2 separate regions of the Mus musculus genome follow, and region 1 is linked to region 2. A link is a contact called in public HiChIP or PLAC-seq data. All regions are on one chromosome and are shown on one strand. Each heading gives the region's core, a stretch centred on a gene start, on an enhancer-like site or on the middle of the called end of the contact. The rest is flanking DNA. Distances are from core to core; before and after follow the strand shown.

The links. HiChIP or PLAC-seq counts read pairs in DNA pulled down with a chosen protein or histone mark.
Region 1: a contact with region 2 is called in an H3K4me3 HiChIP or PLAC-seq map of embryonic stem cells, with 44 read pairs. The contact joins the enhancer-like site here to the promoter of Mmd2 in region 2. A contact is called at or near these places in 1 of 39 promoter capture datasets (pre-B cells), 1 of 484 Hi-C or Micro-C datasets (CD8 T cells), 2 of 115 datasets of contacts at active chromatin or transcription factors (both in embryonic stem cells) and 1 of 9 other capture datasets (adipose tissue).

Annotation. Positions count from the first base shown.
Region 1 is chr5:142,668,576-142,671,673 of GRCm38.p6, reverse strand. It overlaps Wipi2 (WD repeat domain, phosphoinositide interacting 2), which reads right to left. Exons shown (of 12, transcript NM_178398.4): 12 at 2,302-3,098. Among named protein-coding and RNA genes, the nearest start is that of Gm40352, 23 kb to the left of the region's middle. Within about 2 kb of position 1,778, at least 17 of the 459 cell types and tissues checked have an H3K27ac peak or open chromatin away from gene starts, as enhancers often do. A contact at or near this core is called in embryonic stem cells, where this site is marked.
Region 2 is chr5:142,607,281-142,610,359 of GRCm38.p6, reverse strand. Mmd2 (monocyte to macrophage differentiation-associated 2) reads left to right here and starts at 1,608. Exons shown (of 7, transcript NM_175217.6): 1 at 1,608-1,802. The coding sequence starts at 1,753.

The DNA.
Region 1 (3,098 bases), core at 529-3,028, 61 kb before region 2:
TGCACATGTGTGCTGCCTTCCATGGCCACAAGAGTGTTGGATTTCCAGGAACTGGAGTTGTGGGTGCAGTAAGTGCTCATGACTGCTGAGCCATCTCTCTAAACCGATTATTAGTTTTAACTGTGTGTGTGTGGCGGTGTGTGAGTTTGGGGGAGCCTCTGGGCCTGGAATTACATCACAGGTGGCTGCGAGCTGATGTGGGTTCTGGGGAAAACTCAGGTCGTCTGCGGGAGCAGCAAGCACTCTTAACCAGAGGCCATTTCTAAGTCATTTTAAAAAATAGGTGTTAATGCCTATATAAATGTATAGGAGCCAGGCGGTGGTGGCGCACACCTTTAATCGCAGCACTTGGGAGGCAGAGGCAGGTGGATTTCTGAGTTCGAGGCCAGCCTGGTCTACAGCGTGAGTTCCAGGACAGCCAGGGCTACACAGAGAAACCCTGTTTTGAAAAACTAGAAAAAAAAATTATAGGAACTACCTAAGTGGCTGGTACCAAAAAGAGGACTTCAGATCCCCTGAATTGTAGACAGTTTGTGTGCTACCATGTGGTGCTGGGAACTAAAACTGGGTCCTCTGGAAGGGCCAACAATGCTTTTAACCCCCACGCTCTCTTCAGCCCACTGAGATAGGGTCCCCTCCACCCCCTGCTCCCCACCCTGAGACAGTTTCTCTATGTAGCCCTGGCTATCCTAGAACTTTAGACCAGGCTGGGTCCATCTGCTTCTGTCACCCAAGTGCTGAGGTTAAAGGTGTGCACCTCGGCTGCCTGGTGACACAGGGTATTGATGCAGCTCAGATTCTGTGTAGCTGAGGATGTCCTTAAATTTCTGATCCTTCTGACTCCTCCCTAATATTGGGATAACAGGCATGTACCATATTACCCAGCTCTGATATGGAGACTTGTAATCACTGTGGCTTGGGGAGGGGTGGGGGGGAGACAGAGCCACAGACAGAAAACAGGCACTCACAAACACACGTACCTGAAATACCTTTACCTTAGAAGGAAAGGTAGAAATGAATGCTTTTCAGATGCATCCCAGTATAGAATTAGACAGGCGGAGGGGATCAGGACAGTCCCCTTGAATCAGCTTGAAAAAGGTTTAATTTTTCAAAATAAAATGCTATTCCTTGTCAGACGCCAAAGAAGAGTTGATCTTGCCTCCAAATCCAGAGTTGTTCCTTTTCTTTCCCTTGGGTTTCCCAAACCCCACAGAGTACAAATATAGTCTAAGACAGGTCAAAGATTACAGTAGGGCAAGAACTCAATCAATAAAGCCCTTGTGCTCAGCAGGCAGTTGTTAGTATGCATTTCCAACAGGCTTCATCCCCCGGGGAGACACTTCTCGCACAGTGTGAGGAGGGCACTTGGTCCAGCTCTCCTCACACCTGGGACACCAGATGTTCCGAACAAGTGATCTGGTCATTGCTAGCATGCAGAGGGCAGGAGCTACAACGACTGGGGGCACGGGGCCATTGGAGCATGCATCTTTATGATGTCTTGATAAAAGCTCGGATGTGCTGGCTTGGGCCTGTAGTTCCAGGACAAGGCAGGCAGAGGCACACCATCTTAAATCTGACTGCAGCCTGGGCTAAGTTGTAAGATCATTTCAAAAATAAAACAAAAAGAACCACGGAGAGTGGAGCTGAGCAAGGCACACAGTCCTCGTCATAGCTGAGCTGTGACCAAAATACTCTGGTCTTTTCCAAGTAACACACCTGCTGTCGAGCCTCGTCTCCAAGTCAAACTGTGAGAGCCAAGTTACCAAGCCGATTTGGCAGGAGCTGCAGCCTTGAAGCTCCCAGAATCCACAAGAGGGCAGGGTTGGGATGTTCCAGGTGGGCTAGGCAGGACATTGCTGAAACTTGTGGTCTCAACCCTGCAGTCACGGCCCAGGCGAGACAGGCTCCCTCCACACACCCTCCACTGCAAGACCATCTTCCACCTAGCTTTGTAGGCAGAGAGCAGAGCTGAACAAAAACCATGCACTTGACTCTGGGAGCTTTCAGTTTTAGTGTTTATTGGAGTCCACTGCTGGCCAGCCCCAGCACTGGGTACCCACAGGACATGCCCCCACACACCTCACAACAGCCCTGTGAGGTAGGGTTCTCGTACAGTCCAACCTCAGACCCCTGAGACCTGCCCCTAGCTCACACTTGTTGGTGTAGGCAGGACAAGGGACTCCAACTCTTGCTTTCATTGTCTGAGAAAATACAAAAGCTTTGGTCCCAATCCATACTAATCTTAAAATTTTGGGGGGTTTTACAACTCCCATTCCCCGTTGTTTTTGTTTTGTTTCTTTCTTTTCTTAAAGTCATCATCCTTTGGTTTTTTGAGACAGGGTCTCACTCTGTAGGCCAGGTTTGCCCAGGAGTATATAGTCTAGACTGGCCTCAAATTTACAGCCATGCTCCTGCCTCACTCTCTTGACTGCTGGGATTACAGGTGTGTGCCACACCGGATTCCAAAATGTTCTTACCTTTGAACCTGAGCCCTGCTGAGGCTTGGCTCTACCGTGTGCATCCCAACAGTGAGTGCTGACCTCAGCCAGCCACTCTCTCCTCCCTCACCTGAGGCCTGCGAGTGCTGTACAGATTGCCTGAGGTCACAGCCTAATCCTTTGCTTTTCTGACCTCTGTGGGATGCACGGGCACATCTGTCCCAAGAGAGGAAGGCTCACCAAATTTGCACAGCCTGGCAAGACCACTGATGGAAGGCACAGCCCCAGACCCCAGGAGCGGCCTTTTTCTAACCAAGTTTCCAAGTGAGGAAACCTATGCTTTAGGGAGACGTGAACTCCACTGTCTGTGAGACCCCAGCTCCCTAGAGAGGCCTCAGCAGAGGGAGCTGAGCTCCAAACCCAGAGCACAAAGCCAAGGTCACCAGCACAACAGCCACACTCTTTGGTTCCAGGAAACCCCGGCTCCCAATCAGCCCCGTGTGCTTCCCACAGTCGGTTCCTGTGAAGGCCAGTTTTAGTCTCCCAGTGAAGCAGTCACTGAACTAGGCCACAGGCTGGGGTCCCATGTTATTAGGGTCCAGAAAATTCATAGTTTAAAGTCCAGCACACGCAGCCTAACCCTGCCTCATACTGTTTGGC
Region 2 (3,079 bases), core at 359-2,858:
TGTCCATCTAGCATGTGCTGGAGCCTGAATTCAACCTGTAGCACTGGGTAAAAATAAGCAAATTGAGACGATCAGGGGGCTATGGACTTAGGAAGGGGGAAGCCATGGTGGAGGAGGAGAGGACTTGTCGTCAATTTGGGGACCCATCTGGTCACCTTGCATACATGGTCAAGAAGCAGAGAGATGCTGGGCCGGGGTGATGCACACCTTTAATCCCAGCATTGAGGCAGAGGTAAGTGGATCTCTGAGTTCAAGGGCAGCCTGGTCTACAGAGTGGTAGCCAGGGCGACCCAGAGAAACCCTATCTCTAAAAACAAAACCGCCACCACCAACAACAAAAAGAATCTAGGAGACAGGAACTCTGGCATTAAGTTCACAATATTTCTTTTATTCAAGGCCAGCCCCCAGCCCAGGATCAAGGTCCAGCTCACATTTAGGGGTGGCCTTCCTTCCCTTACCCAACCAATAAGATCCCTCACAGACATGCCCAGAGGTTGTATCTTTGGTGATTCTAGATCCTGCCAAGTGGAAAGTCAACAATAGTAGCTGTCATGAACACCAAAGACCATCTTGCCCCTGCAGCTCCCTCAAGGGGTGTTCAAAATGTTCAGAGACAGATTGGGTTCCCACGTCCTCCAAAGATGTCACGCCCCCCCCTAAAGCAGAAAGCTGAATCTGGTGGCTGGTGAGCCAGCTCAACAGGTAAAGATGCTTGTCTTCAAGCCGGAAGACCTGAGTTTTGTCCCTAAGTTGTCCATGGTGTAGGAACAAAGCTAACTCCTGCAAGTTGCCTTCTGCCCTCTACACGCATGATAAATACGTAACTGCAGGCGGCTGGAGAGCTTGCTCAGCGGTTGAGTGCTTCCTGTGCATACAGAGGATTGGAGTTCGAATCCCAACACCCGCTTCGGTTGCCTCACAACTGCCCCTAACTCCCGCTCCTGGGGATCCCAGACTTCTTATCTCCACACACTTGCACTCACATATGCACATAGCCCCACCCCCACCCTGCGCACATATACACACATAAATTAAAAATAAATGCTTTAAAATATTAAAATGCAATAAAGTAATAATAAAAAGAAAACTGGAGTTTGAAGACATGAGGATAGACTTGGGGCTGTAGATTCTGAACATGATGGAATGTCCCCATCTTGGTACTGGGATGTGGATGTGAATGGGGATTGGGGCAGGGGGCAGGGGGGAGGGGAGCAGCGGCGAAGGTGGAATGGGAGGGGGTGGAGCAAGATGGTTCCTAGAGACACAGAGTCCTGGATGGTAGGGTGGATTCAGGGCTAAGAGCCTGCAATAAGTAAACTGAGGGTGCCACCTAGTTCGGTCCCCAGGCGTCCCCTGTGGCTTTGCAGTGCTGCCCGGATGGCAAGCCGTAACAGAGGCAGTTCAGTCTAGTCCAAGCTGTCTTCTGCTGGCTAGAACAGCAATGGGGTGGAGGGGACCCGGGGAGAAGCTAGCAGGAGGGAGGGGGCCTCCCAGCCGGGCGATTGGCAGCGTGCGCCCAAGTCCCCCCCATATCCCGCCCCCGCCCCGCCCCCGCCACCATCTGCTCGGGATTTGCGATCCGGGAGACTCCAGGCTCAGGGGCTCGGGGCTCCGGAGGCAACTGATCGGGTCTGTTCAAGGCCCTGGAGCAGCCCGAGGATCTGACACCTTTCCAACCTGCTGCGCCTCCCGAAGCGGCTCCTGGTGTTCCCGCGTCCCAGCCCTGGTCTGGGCGCTGATGGAACCGCGGCGATGTTCACTCTGGCCAGGCTGCTGGATTTCCAGAAAACCAAATATGCAAGGTGAGTAGCGGGTCAGGGGGTGATAGACAGGGGCCAGGACACCAAGATCCTTCTTTCCTTTCCCCACTGTCTGGAGAACTGGGCTCGATGCACAGACCCCGTTGCCTGGGGCTAGAACAACCCAGCTTCTTCATAACGGAGTGGTAATTGTCACCCCGCTTTTGCGCTCAGCGCAGCGGATTCTCCGAGTTTCCTTTTTCCCCTGGGCGAGGTGCTTCTTCGGTCCAAAGCTCAGTTTCCACATTTGCGACCCGGTGAACTCTGAGAGTCTCCACCATTCGGAACCACGGAGGATTATATGAGATGATCCTTAGAAAGCAAATCTAAGGGTGGGGGAACTGCTCCATCCCTGTGGAGCTCTCTGGGGTCCTCCCTGAACCCAGATTTCTTTTCTTTTCTTTCTTTTATTTTATTTATTTATTTTTTGAGTCAGGTCTCACTATAGTAGTCCTGGCTGGCTTGGACCCTCCTTTGTAGACCAAGCTGTCCTTTGACCTCACAGAGCTCTGTCTAGCTCGGGAACACTGGTCCTTCTTTTCCTGTTTTCGAGACAGTCTTGCTACATACCCTAGGCTGGCCTTGATCTCACTATGTAGCCCAGGCTTGTCTTGAACTTAATTCTTCAGCCTTAGCCCCCCTGGATGCTGAAATTAGGGCTGGGACTCACAAGAGTATATTTTAGTTAACATTTTGTATACCTGATTCCCATCTGAACACGTTAGTTGTGAGTTATTTTGCATTGTGTTTTTTTAATACGAAGTTTTCATTATCTGGTGTGCATTTTGATTTGATTTGGTTGTCTTGAACGAGTATCATTATTATTACTATTATTTTTATTGCATGTGGGGTTGTGTACCCCACACATATATGGAGGTCAGACAATGTTGTGGAGTTGAATCTTTCCTTCCCACTATCTATGAATTCCAGAGATTGAACCCTGGTCTCCAGGCTTTTGTGGCAAACTCCGTGACTTGCTGAGCCATCTTGTCATGCCTTTCCTAGTCCTTTTTTTAATTTTATTTTTAAAAAATGTCTCATTCTATAGCCTAGTAGCCCAGGCTTCTCTGAAACACACTATGTGGCCCAGGTCAGCCTTACACGGACAGCAGTCCTTTGGCCTCAGCCTCCTGAAGGCTGGGATTACAAGTGTGGGCTGGTATGCCTGGCTGCTCATGGAGATGTGATTGCCTCTGTGGCGGATGGAGAGATAGGCCTTTGAGAAAAGACCCGGTCGTAGGAGATAGAACTGTTTCACTTGAGTAAATGGTGAGCCTCCA